Regions from separate parts of the Arachis hypogaea genome. Here region 2 is linked to region 1. Evidence: chromatin contacts called from public Hi-C data. All regions are on one chromosome and are shown on one strand. The core of a region is the stretch at or near the end of the contact, and the rest is flanking DNA. Distances in the headings are between cores, read along the strand shown. Region 1 has its middle 8.8 kb from the start of LOC112800664. Region 2 holds the start of LOC112800666 (UDP-glycosyltransferase 72E1).

The links. Hi-C and Micro-C count contacts between places; a contact is called where the count stands out from the background.
Region 2: a Hi-C map of leaf shows a contact between it and region 1, with 4 times the contacts expected there. The contact joins the promoter of LOC112800666 here to the enhancer-like site in region 1. A contact is called at or near these places in 4 of 8 Hi-C or Micro-C datasets (leaf and an unstated tissue).

What each region holds. Positions count from the first base shown.
Region 1 is chr5:9,839,193-9,846,254 of arahy.Tifrunner.gnm2.J5K5, forward strand. No RefSeq gene overlaps it. Among protein-coding and RNA genes, the nearest start is that of LOC112800664, 8.8 kb to the left of the region's middle. Within about 2 kb of position 5,784, at least 3 of the 3 cell types and tissues checked have open chromatin away from gene starts, as enhancers often do.
Region 2 is chr5:9,903,381-9,910,712 of arahy.Tifrunner.gnm2.J5K5, forward strand. LOC112800666 (UDP-glycosyltransferase 72E1) reads left to right here and starts at 5,744. Exons shown (of 1, transcript XM_025843020.3): 1 at 5,744-7,332. The coding sequence starts at 5,907. It overlaps LOC140173310 (a long non-coding RNA gene), which reads left to right and starts at 1,965. Exons shown (of 2, transcript XR_011861891.1): 1 at 1,965-2,123; 2 at 2,262-2,620.

The DNA.
Region 1 (7,062 bases), core at 4,534-7,033:
ATAATATTAAAAGTTGTTCCACCTTCCATGCTAAGATTTGGGAGTCATTCGAGGACGCTGTTACAAATGAGTTTTAAAATCTTAGTTGTTGAATCAAATTTTTTAGTGGCAATCAGCTTGGTCAGAAATAGTTGCACTTATTGAAGATGTCAGAATCCATGCGAGCCAAATAAAAAATTTAAGCTGGCACAACACCTTTCGAAAAATCAATTGTATTGCTGATTTATTACCCAAGAAAGGTCAAGATCTTCCCTACAGTCTCCATATTTTTGATATTCCAACTCTTGATTTACACCATGCCCTAGCCTTTGATGCTTTGGGAACCCTCAAGTTGAGAGAAATTACTTAATTTGTTTCCAGAAGTACATACTCCTTATTATTTTTCTTTTTTGTTTTTTTTTGTGGGGTCTCTGACCCTCGATGTCTACAAAAAAAAAATTCTTCAACATTTTTTTTATTACATAAAAAACACCATCAATATTACTATTTTTTCTCTACTACTACTGGCACAATTTTTCTACCATTATTTATAACTCTTAAACTAATCAACAAATTCAGACAAAACATCATTAAATCTAATAAATATTAATTAAAATTCAAATACATAAAAAAATAAACAGACAATTAGAAAAAAGATAGTAAATAACTCAGATGAAAGAGACATAGTAAAAAATGAATTTAGAAGTAGAAAAAAATGATTGCATGGAAGAGAGGCAGATTCAGAGAAAAGGAAAAAAAATAGATTTGAAAGCTAGCCATACTAGAGATGATGACAAACACAACTTGAAGCAGAGACAATGAAAGATTTGAAAACAGAGAGCAGAAGCAACGGTAAATAGCGATGACAATGACAGTGACTATGATGAAGGATCTTAATTTGGAAGAAAGAAAGATGGAGGAGATCTGAAAGTGATGAATCGAAAGGGTATGAAATATGAGGAAGGACAAAGGGAGAAGGTAAGGAAGGAAAAGTGAAAAAATGAGGGCATTAGTGCGACTTGTGAAGGAGGGAGGTAGTGTGTAAGGTGGATGAAGAAGGAAGAAGGAAGAAGGAAGAAGGAGAAAAGTGATCGTGAAAGGAGATCAGAGAAAGGAAAAGGTGAGAGGGAATAAAAGGGATTAGGTTTAGTGTTACGATAAAGTCAAAATTAGAATTTAATTTAAAAAAAAATAGACAAAAGTGAAAAATTTTGTGTCTTAAAAGATGTGTTTCAGTGTCCCATAATAAAGAAGAGATACTAAAGACACGTATTTTATGTGCACTTGTGTGTCAGCGTGTACATAAAAAAATTGTGTCTTACTAAACAAATGGTGGACATGTGTTGTCGTGTCCATGTCTCTGGTGGACATGGACACTAAAGCTCCATTTGGTGACGTATATGATGAGACATAGACATTAAAAACACAGACATATAATATTTATGTCTATGAATTGTATTTGGAAAAAACAAATAAAACACACAAATATTCAAAAAGGATTGAATTGTCTTTAATTCAACCATAAGTTCTACCAACATCACCTGCATACCTATCACCCCAAACACTGTCATAATCATTGAGTTGTTATCTCTTCCAATATTATCTCAAATCATCGTTCAAAAATTAAATATGCAATTTTGGTTGAAAAAAAAACAAAGAACCAAAGCCCAAACTTTATCAAATATTAAAAGAAATTTAAATAAATAAACAATTAAATATAAAATTTTTTCTTAAAAAAAATAGAGAACTAGAACCCAGAAGAAGAGAGGAAGAAGATGATTGTAAGAAAAAGCAGAAGAAGTAGAGAACTAGAAGGAGAAAGCAGGAAAAAAGAAAATAACGAAGACAACCACTTGAAGGAAGAGAGGCGGATGTGGAACCAAAAGAGATAAATCAAGAGAAAGAGGGAGAGACATAGCAGATCTGGAAGGCGAAACTTGGATATGAAAGAAGTGGAAGAGAGATAGAACGAATTTGAAAGAAGGAGAGCGCAGTGATGCAGCCTCAACAGCGATGATTAGACAGAATGCGGAGGAATGTGCGTCTATGAATAGGCAGAGGAACGCGGCGGTCCATGACAAATCGGATGGCGACGTGAAAGGGAGAGGAAGAGATGACAGTTGAGTTTCCGTTGGTGAGGGTAGAGGAAGGTAGAGAGCGAAGGTTAGTGACTGGTGAAAAAGGAAGAGCTGGTGGCGAAATCTGAGTGAGGAAGAAGAAAAACAAAGGTTCAGGGAGATGGGAGGAGAAAATTTGGAAATTTAAAAATTAAATAAGGGTAAAGGATAAAAAAAATTAATATATCACAAGTTGTATATCAATATCTCAACTATTTAGAGGTACACAAATTTAATATTTCTTTATCCATAAAAATTTTGTCTTACCAAACTATATACAAGACATGTGTTACCGTATTCATGTCTCTCAAAGACATGGATATCAACCAAGCTCTACCTAAACAAACACTACATTGAAGAACACAAAGATCAAAAGGTAAATGAGAGTCTACATATTTTATTTATATATCAGTATATCACATAAAAAAAACTACGTATACAATTACACGTTTTTTGTATAAATAATTAAGATCAGACCATCATGCAAAAAATTATTTTATAATGGAGTTAATATAGGTGAATTGCTTTATTATTGGTTGTATGTGTGTTGTACGCGTATATGAGTGTTGCAGCTATTCACACCGTGCAAGGTACGACTATAGAAGCACATGCTTCACGCTCCTAGCGAGAAGACTGCTTTGTTGACACGAAGAAAGAAGCAAAGAACCAAAACAGAAAAAGCAAATAGAGAAATGGAGAATAAAAGCAGAGAACAAAAAAATAAAACAAGAGAGGAAGCAAAGAACATGGAAAGTGGGGGAGGAAGAAGAAGGGAAGAGAGAAGGAAGAAGCAAACAACGATGAGAATCACTGCCACCGATGTTGTTGCTGAGATAGTGGGAAAGTAAGAGAGTATGAAGGTTGAAAGAGAGCATGAAGGTGAGATAGAGAGGGAGAGAGATGGGTTGGTGATATGCCATCGCGGATGCAGCTCACCTTGTCGACCTGTAGTCACTGCTGCTACTAGAGAGGAGGTCACCGAATTTTGCCTCCACTCTTGCTGTGCTCCTCCATTTTGTCTGTTTTTGTTCACTATCTGCTTCTATTTGTTGTAGTTACCACATGTTGAGGTATTATTATTACTGCTGTCAGAGCTGCCAAAACTATCACAGGTGACAGAAAAAGGAGAATTCATCGAAAAATTTGATCTATAACTTTACATGGTCTTATGGTTAAGTGCTAATTCTTTGAAAAATGGTTTACTAGGAATTAAATTTTCAAACATAACTTTAATCTTTTCATAAATTTGGATCTTCTCGAGTATTGATGATTAAAATATAAAAAATATTTGTTTTAATTTTTCACAAGCTACGAATTCAATTTTTTCAATAAAAATATAACAATTCTTCTTGCTCTTTTCGAGATGTATTTAAAAAAAAAAAACTCTTCTCACTCTTTGCAAGATACATTTTAATAAAATAGTGAGATTAGACTTAGTTTTATTCTTAACAAACTAGACTTATAATGTATTTAATTGGTCTGAACATGACTTACCACCTATTATAAATTTTATTTTAAATACCAAACATATCTTGTTATTAAACTTGACCTGACTTGAAACCTAATAAAAAACCTGATATATGTAATATACTAAATCCAATTCTTATAATAATATCTATATTTTTAAAATATTTATAATATGAAAAAATATTTATAATAAAATATAACAATGTTAAAATTTTTAAAAATTATTTTAATTATAAAAATTATTTTTATATTTATTTATATTTTATTAAATAAGCCTGACAGATCTATCAAACTATTTTGTAAATCTGAACTTATTTTATTAATAAAATTAGACTTTTAAATTAGTCTAAATTTAAAATTATTTTATGACAGATCAAACCGAAAATAGACTAAATTGAAAACATTAGCAAATTTATTTGACCTATTTTCACTTTTAATTAGAAGCAAATTTTTTATTTTTAAAACAAAAATAAAAATGCTTCTCGCACAAGAGGTCCCAAATTAACCTCCACATCAAGGTATATTTCCATCAAGTCTCATTTTAAAGCATAATTCCAAAAAAACTTCATATAAAGATTTTTTTACCCCATCATACTAGGTTAATTAGACATTATTATAGGGCTGACAATATATATCTTATCTGTGGGTATCCAATCTGAATTAATTCGTTTGGATAGAATTGTCTACTCGATCTGCTACGGGTAGGGTAGGATGCGGTACGAATTTGCCTGTGGGTAGGATAGCGTACGGATTCAGGGTATACCGTACTCTACCATACCCGTACTCCTAATATATTATGAAATATATATTTAAAAGTTATGTATGTAATGAAGAAAGTGAGTGTTGAACCCACAATCTTCTTCTTATAGAAATTTAAAATAACTACTAAGTTAGTTGATGATCATATTATTTGTAATTTTATGTTAAATTTTTTTAAGATTTTATTGTTTTTAATTTTAATTTGAACTTAGTTTTTTATTTTTTATTTTATTAATATGTATGAAATTTGGAATGACTGAATTTTATATTTACTTAAAATTTTTTATTTTCTACGAATAGAGTCGAGTAGGGTAGGGTTTAGAATTTTAAGGTACGGATAGGGTTAGAGTTGAAAAATTTTCAACTTGCAGATAAAATATGATAAAATTTTAAAAATATTTTTAACCGCGAGTAGAGTAGTTAGGATAAAGTCCAAACTCTATACTACCCTACCAATTGCCAACTCTATTAATGCAGATATAGTTTTTTTTGAAACAAAAAGTTCAACACAGTAAGATGGAGCATTTAAAAAGTCCAAAGTTACAATACAAACACTGAAAAAGAAACCGTAGTTATCTCCGACATTGCCATCAATAACTAGACGGAACAAAGTCAACACACTCTTTGTATCTCCTAATCGACTTAGTAATAACTTCCGCAACACCTGTTTCTTGATTCTTGAAAATTCTGGCATTCCTTTCCAACTACGTATTTAAAATGATAGCAAAAAAGCCAATCAGCCACCTATTACGTTCGTCTTTTCTTACAGGAGCTCCTGTCCAACTCTTAAAGTGTTGTTTAATGGTTTCTGGAATAGACCACAGTTTATTATAGACGTAACCAAGCACACCACACCTGATACGTGAACTCACCGCTAATGAATAAATGAAAATCATTCTCAGTTTCTTTTTTACATAAAACACAAATCATATCCCTGTGATCAATAATGCCTAATCTAATTAATCTTTTCTTAGTATATATTGACTCTACCAACTAACACAAACTAAGTGAATAACTCAACTTTTGATAGTACTAATTCTCTCCATATAAATCTAGTAAAACTATAATTCGTAATGTCTTTTAGAAGAGTCTCAACCTATAAAACTTGCACAAATAAACTAATAAAATAAACTCTTCATCTATCAAATTTTTATACTATTTTATTTTTTCTCTCACTTGTTAATAAGACAAATTGTCATATAGTCGCATATCCATGTGCCAACTATATTAGAACCGGAACCTAAAATAATACAATAATATCTGTTCACAATCAAGATCATGAAGTTAATGGTTGTCATACAATTATACATTCAAAACAACGATTAAGTTGAAAGATAAACCTTTTAAGATAATGGTTATCGTATATACTGAAAACAACCAATCATAATAATATGCTTATTACTATCATCATTTCTTTTCCCCTTAATAATATCCCCTTTTGATGTGATATACTGATATGATGATGACCAATAAGTCTTCCTATTGCGATGGAACGACATAAGGAAAGTGATGGCTGGTAGGCTGGACCTATTGACTATTGGGTACGAAAATTATTGGTTACCTAAAGATATTAATTTTTTATTGACTAAAAATAAATATTTAAATTTTTTGTAAAAAATATTATTCATACATTAAATATTTTTAATATTTATTTTTAATTAATTATATATTTAAATTATTTTTTAATTAATAAAATAAAAAAAATTGTATATAATTATTAAAAAATATTAATATAAAAAAATATTTATTATAAAATATGTACGCATAGTAAATTTTTTTTGACTGAAAAAATAGTTATCAGTTGAATTGCTTTACCTATTAATTAGGAATTACAAAATGTTTCATTTTTCTTACATAGATGTAAGGTCTTTTCGAATTAAATTATTATTATTATTATTATTATTATTATTCAATATTTTATATTAATATATTATTTTTATATTATTAAAATTTAAAATTTTTATCGTGATAGTATTTAAAATATAATATTTTCATATTAGAGTCAATCAAATTATTGATAAAAAATTAAATTTTTATTAGTTATGTAATATTATTCTAATCATAAAAAATACATCCGTACCATTTTACGTAACATGGTTTGATGTTCATATTGAATTATAACATGAAAAAGTTTCAAAAGACAATACTTTTATTAAAATTTAGTTATTATTTAATAATAAAAAAATATATTTTTATATCATTAAATATAATTATATATTATTAAAAATATTAATAATAACTACAAATTATAAAAGATACTTACTCTAACATTACTAATAAAATTATTCTTAAATGTAGATGAAATAAATTGTGTGTAAATGAGTTTATTTATTGAATTAGACACTGAGTGAATCAAATTTGATCCAATAGAAAAACGACGATTTTAGTGTTTGGTTAAATTAAATTTTATTTAGTAATATTAGAGAATTAATACTATAATAACTAATTTTAGGTTTTAATTAGTATCATAACAAATTATCAAACAAATCCAGTATAAAATTTACTAACGATAAATTTTTGTTAAATTTAAGTTTTAAATATTTCATCTAATTGAATTTTCAATGTTTTTATTTTTAAAAAATTATTTTTTTTATATTAAACGTTAAATGTGTAATGTTAGCTGCGAATACTTTCTCAATTTTAATTGTGAAATCTAAAATATAAGTAAACTACATGTCATTGTTCTGGATAAATAGTGGCGTAATGGAGCAATGATTAAATGAGAATTCCATGTTACGAT
Region 2 (7,332 bases), core at 4,494-6,993, 64 kb after region 1:
TAGAGGGATTGACAATGGTATTTACAGATAAGACTCTCGATTAAAATATTTTTTTGAAACAAAATACAAGATGCATTTTGCAACTTTCAAAAAAAATTAAAAAATATAAAATACAACCTACATTTTGTGATTTAAAAAAAATACATTAGTAAAATGCAACCTGCGTTTTGCAAGCTGCCCGTTTATAAAAATATTAAAACACCAAACGTAACCTACGTTTTGCAGGCTTCAAATTTAAAAAATCGAAGAAAGCAAATCGCTACCTGCATTTTATACTGATATTATATTAATGTAATTATTTTATACACATCTATTTCAATATTAAATTCCACGTTTCTTTCTATATAAAAAAAAATCAACCCATCGAATTTTCTCAAAAAAATTAGATCCTGCCTAAATGTTTTTTTTGGTGACGTACACAAGTATAATAGGTATAAAAATTAAATTTTTAATTAATTTTCAATTCTTATATTTTAATAAAATTTATAATTTAGAATTATAATTTAACATTTAGAATTCAAAAGTTAGGATTTAAAATTTAAAATAAAAATTTATTTTAAAAAATTAGTTGATTTAAAATTTAAAAAAAAATTAATAGTTAATATTAGTTGAAAAAAATTGACTTTCTAAGTAACTTCTTTAAAAATACAGTTATACTGTAACTCATCATTAACAATAAAGCACAAGGCATGAATCATTTTTTTTTTTTCTAGGGAGGGGGTTTGTTTTGTCTAGGCAAGTTAACTAATGAAGCCCACTATTACAATAGGCAACAACTACAATGCAACATGGCAGTGCACTGTGTGGCTGAGGCATGCGGTGGTTAGGTTAGTGTGTGTGAGTGGGTGTTTGGGCCTAAAATGGAGAATTGCATCTTGACAAACAATTGTTTATTTCCCCCCTTAATTTGGAAAAAGATCCATTTAGACGACCAGTTAACAAAGTTGTTTTTGGAGAGACATCCATTGAAATATGGGCCTAAAATAGAGAATTGTGTCAGTAGACCGTTATTATTTCTGGATAAGACAATTCTGCTTAATGTCCAAAAAGAGAAAAAGGGACAACTCTGCTTATGACTTGTCAAGACTCGAGCTTTTCTCGCAACTACCTTAACACTCAAACTGATATTACGTCCTACGCTCGGACACAAATAGAAAAAAAATTGCAAAGTTTTTAAAAAGAAGAAGAAGAAAAATATTTTATTAATAAAAAGATATTATTAAGAAAAGTATAAAGATGTTAATTAGAAAATTAGAAATTAGATATTACTTATGAAAAAGGTTCGCCAAAAAATAAAACTTATGTTAAAAAAAAAACAGGCTATTAACAATATTTAGGTAAGTATTAATATTTTAAAAAATAAGTATACAGTATATATAATGATTAATTTATACAGATATATAAATGGAACAAATATTAAAAACAGTATTAATATAGAGTACATATTAGAAACGTATAAAATAATATATATAAAAATATGGGTACCCTAAATATATATAAATATATAATAATTAATTTAATAAATAATTTTAAGTATAAAATAATATTTAATTTAATTATTTTACAAATTTTTATAGTTTTATCGAAATTTTAATTAAGTGTTTATATTTATTTTTTGTTAATTGAATTTTTATATCATTTAATTTTTTTAATTCATTTCTTACAATTACAAAAATGTTTAAAATAATAGAATTTTATGTTAAAAAAAAATATTCTAAAATTAAGGATACAAAACCTAATTAAAGGCATTTTAATATTTTTTAAATTAAAAAAATATAAATAAATAATTTTTAATAAACTAATTTTAAATCATTATATTTAATAATTAATAATTTTATATTTTTAAAAAAAATTAAATAATTATTAATTAATATAAAATATAATTTAAAAATATTTGTTGGCTAAATTTTTATTGATTACCTGGCGAGGTTAATTCCAAAAACATCCTTGTTTTTTCTTCGCTCTCAGAAAGTCCAAACCCTTTTCGTTTTTTGTTGAGGTCTGCTGGGGTTTCAACTGACCTAGGCCTCCGTCGATCACCTCGCCACTCACCTCGTTGAAGCGTATTCTCTGCTGTCAAAGGCACTGTGTTGTCGGAGGTACCTAGTCGTTGCTGCTCGAAGGTATGTACTGTGCTATCTTCTCCTCATTGTTGTTATAGTGATAGGATGAATATGTTACTAAAAATGACTCCAACAATGGGGGCTTTTTAGCTGTAAAAAGGCATTTATTTGGTTTTTTTTTCTTTCTTTTTGGTGTAGTGATGTGGATTCTGATTTTACCATAGACCTATATCAAGGTGGAAATTTTCATGATACAAGGCACGGTTTAGAATATTTGGGGGGTGGTTGGTGTTGGAAAACTTGTATTTTGAGCTTGATGAATGGAGTTTGTAAGAAATAGTTAGTGAATTAAAGAGGTTACGGTACAAAGGTTATGCTAAGATTTGATACTGTGAACTAGACTATCAACTGAGGATCTTAGAGAATTAATAATTGATAGAAAGGCCATGAGAATGGGTAAGTTATTAGTGTCATAAGCATTGTTGGATATATGTTGTTGATGGATGTAAAAAAAGTAATAATGTTGAGATAACTTGAAATGATGAGGATTATGTGCATGTTTGGGCGCCATTATTTTGTTAAAAAAAGATCTTTTTTCAATGAAAAAAGATCTTTTTTTATTTTTTAACGTATTTGGCAAATTTCTAGTAGTAAAAGTAAAAGCACTAGTAAAATAAAAAAAAAAGATCTTTTTTGAGAAGCTGTAATTTACATCTTTTTTTAAAAGATTTTTTTCCTTAAAAAAAAAGATGTTTTTCATGTAATAAATAAACAAAAAAGTACTTTTATATTATTATACCCAAACATAATTGATAGATAAAAAGACTTTTTTACATGAGATATCCAAACATAAAATTACTTTTACTTCTCTATAAGATCTTTTCTTAGAAACTCACCTAAACAAGCCATATGTACCTATTAAAACTAGTGGTCTGGTAGAAGTAGAAATTGAAAGTGAATCAGAATCATCTAGTGAGGAGGATAAATTTGATAATAGTAGATTTGCTGCTGCAAATGGAGACAATGGAGGTGGATCTACTGCTGCAAATGGAGATAATGCTGCTTTTAATGTGTTAAATATCAAACTTAGCTAAATTTGTGGCTAAATGGAGAATTGCATTTTGACAAAAACGGTTTTTTTTTCCTTAATATAGACATCCAATTAACAAAGATATTTCTGGAAAGACATCCATTGAAATTTGGGCCTAAAATGGAGAGTTGTCACTATATCGTTATTATTTTCGGATAACACATATCTGCTTATTACTAGTCAAGACTCGGAGCCTTTTTGCAACTATCTTAACAACACGGGCTATACTCAGACCCAAATAGGGAAAACCAAAATGGCAGAAACTCACCTGCAGTCGACTGCAGGTGAAGTTGTTTTTGGATGGCTGACACGTGTTACTATATGGTTTAAAAAAAATTGGTTTATTTTATATAAATGGTTTATTTAAAAAAATCGGTTTGAATTGAACCAAACAGTTACTTTTATTCTCTTCTTCTTCGTTTCGCACGTAAAATTCGTTCTCTTTCAATCCTTTTTTCAGAACTAATATGAAACTTTCAATTAGGTATGTTCCTTTTATTTATATTTCTTAATCAAATTTATTATTTCAAATGTATTTCTTAATTTATGTTTTTATTCATTCCTCTGTGAATGATAAAAATTATTTAATAAATACGTACATATTTATGTCATCACACCATTTTGATGTTCAGAATCATAAATGCCAAGATAATTCGTGGCAATTTCATGTGATGGAAGACAAAAATGTAATTATGGTACAAGGTAGACTAGTTTGATAGCATGAACATTGTTGAAATTTTGACATGATCTCTTTCATATTTGTTATATGTCTCTTTAGTTGGTGATGTTATAGTTTATTGTGATGATATGATGGTAGTTTAATTGTATGAGTTAGGTCCTTTTTATTTGGTTGAATTTTTTCTATGGCTATCCTATTCTTGATGGCAATGTCAAAATAAATATTTTTATTAGTTGTTCTTTTTTTTCTCTATTTTTGAATCAATTTTATTTTAAAAAATTTATTAAAAATTTTTGTTGTAGACAAAATTAATAATATTATGTTCAATTATTTAAGGAGACCAAATTAATATTTTGATTAGATACTTTTATTTTATTGAAAATAAATTCTAATTTCATTAAAAAATAAATTCTAGTTGATAAGTAAAAACACAAAAACGTGAATGATAGTGAAATCATAATTTCTAAACAAGTAAATTATAGTCTTATTATCTTAAAAAAAATAATTTATTTATAGAATAATATTGAAAAATCAACAATAATTTGCATGAAAATAGTTTATTAGTAAAATAAAAGTTAATTGATTGATTACCATAAAATTTAATTTAACGACAAATTTGCAATTGAACATATTTTTACAACTTAATTTAAAATCTGTTTACAGCTTAATTTAAAAGCAACTGAAAATATAAGTTATGGGAAACAAAACAAAACTCATCAAGAAAATAGAAACATAGACACAAAAAAAGGACAGATAATATCATTTATGCCATTTCTATAAAAAAAACCGTGAATTTTATTTTTTTTTTCAAAATACTAAATTTTACTTTTTCAAACAATTTGTATACATATATTTGACAAAAATTAAATAAAAAAAGTTCAGATAAATTTAAAGAAAAATTGGTCAATATGAATGAAGAAAAAGAACATATCAAATTCATCTGTTAGGAATTTAGGAATAACACGTAGAAAGAATTTAAATTATTTTAAAAGTAGTTATTTGGTCTATTTAAACCGATTTTTTTAAATAAACCATTTGTATAAAATAAATTGATTTTTTTTAAACCATACAGTAATGCGTGTCAACGATCTAAAAGCAACTTCACCTGCAGTCGAGTACAGGTGAGTTTCCACCAAACCAAAAACCGGAAAATAAAAACTTGCAAAGTGTTTTTTTATTTTTGAAAGAAGAAGAAAAAGATTTTATTAAGAAAGGTATAAAGACGTTAATTAGAAAATTAGCAATCGATAATACGTATGAAAATGGTTCACCAAAAAATGAAACTTATATTAAATAAAAATTAGGCTATTAACAAATAGAAAATTTGTATAGAGGAGCCTAAGTAATTATGGATCTTTTTGTTGCTAAACTTAAGATAAACACACCTCCTTATTATTTTTACGACAATTAAACAAATTTATGTGCTAAGAATATTTCATGTAAACGATATCATGTTTATTATTAATATTTGTCTCATTTTTATTTTTTAAATTTCAAAGTATTTACATTGTTAACAATATTTAGGTAAGTACTAATATTTTTAAAAGAGCAATGCTAGGAGGCCAGTAATTTTTGTGATTGTTAGCCATCAATTAGCCATCAATGATGATTTGATGGTGTGAGATTGGTATGAGATTTCATCCAATGGCTCACCTTCCTCTGTTGATTACATGTTGGCCAAAATTCAATAAAATTGCTGGCTCCTAGACTTTTTCTTTTTAAAAATATATATAAAATACAATACATTATACATATTAAAAATATGTAAAACAGTTTATATAAATATATAAATATACATATAGGAATATATAATAATTAATTTAATAAATAATTTTTAGTATAAAATAATATTTTTGTTTAGTCAAACCAATTAAAGAGCACATTGAAACCTTTGCGGCATGTCAATGGGTGAATGGTCCATGCACTGTAGTCAAGATGGCTACCACCTTATAATATGCATCTTCCTAAAATGACCTATATTGATTACATTTATAAAAGCTTTTTATTATCGTTATTATTATTTGACAGAATACCTCTCTCTCTCTCTCTCTCTCTCTGAAGCTGCAGAGCCGCCATGGCCACAGCAAACAACGACAAGAAGCCACACGCCGCCATTCTGACCAGCCCAGGGATGGGCCACCTCATCCCGGAGGTGGAGCTTGGCAAGAGCCTCCTCACACAACACGCCTTCGACGTAACCATCTTCCTCATCACCACCGATCTCGCAACGGCTCGCTCCCAAATCCACCAACAAACCTCACATCTAAAAACTGCCCCAAACGTTGTGGAATTGCCGCAACCAGATGTTTCATCCAAACTGGGACCAGACCCTTCCCTATTGGACAGAATCGTCGTAACCATGACTGAGTCCTTACCATCTCTCCGCTCTTTCATCCTCTCCATGAAGCACCCTCCCTCTCTTCTTGTCGTTGACCTGTTCGGTACAGAAGCTATTCCCATGGCACGTGACCTCGGCATGCAACCCTTCGTCTTCTTAACCACCAGCGCCTGGTTCTCCGCTCTCACCATACACCTTTCAGCTATGGACCCCAACCAGGTGGAGAATACTCATATCAAGAACCGCGAACCGCTTCCAATCCCTGGTTGCGAACCGATTCAATTCGAAGACACACTCGAAGCTCTCTTGGACCCCCTAGGGCCCATATATGAAGGATACTCCAAGGTTTCAAAGGTAATCAATGGCTCTGATGGGATCCTGATCAACACTTGGCAAGATCTGGAGCCCTCAGCAACGAAGGCGCTGGGGGACTCTGGAATCTTGCGAAGGTTCACCAATGGACCGGTTTATCCGGTTGGACCTCTAGTGAGGACGTTAGCGGACCGTGACACGGGTAGTGTACACGTGGACAACAAGGTTATGCGGTGGCTTGACCGGCAACCGACGGAATCGGTAATCTACGTGTCGTTCGGGAGCGGAGGGACCATGTCTGAGGCTCAGATTAGGGAGCTTGCGTGGGGATTGGAGCTCAGCATGCAGAGGTTTGTTTGGGTGGTGCGGCCACCCATTGAGGGCGATGCTTCCGGCTCATATTTCGACGTCGGAATTGGGGGGGACGGGTCGCCGGAGTACTTGCCGAAGGGGTTCGTGGAGAGGACGAAGGAATTGGGATTGGTGATTCCCATGTGGGCCCCGCAGGTGGAGATTCTGGGACATGCTGCGACGGGTGGTTTTGTGACGCACTGTGGTTGGAACTCTGTGCTTGAAGCAATCTTTGGTGGGGTGGCAATGGTGGCTTGGCCGCTCTACTCGGAGCAGAAGATGAACGCTGCCATGTTGTCGAAGGAGCTCGGGGTGGCGGTGAGGGCGAGGGGTGAAGCGGAGGGTGGTGGTGTGGTTGGGAGGGATGAGATAGCAAGGGTTGTGAGAAGGGTAATGGTGGAAGAAGAAGGTGGTGCAATGAGGGCAAAGGTGAAGGAGCTGAAAGCGAGTGCAGAGAAAGCAGTGTGTGAGTTTGGAAGCTCTTATGAGTCGCTGCGTC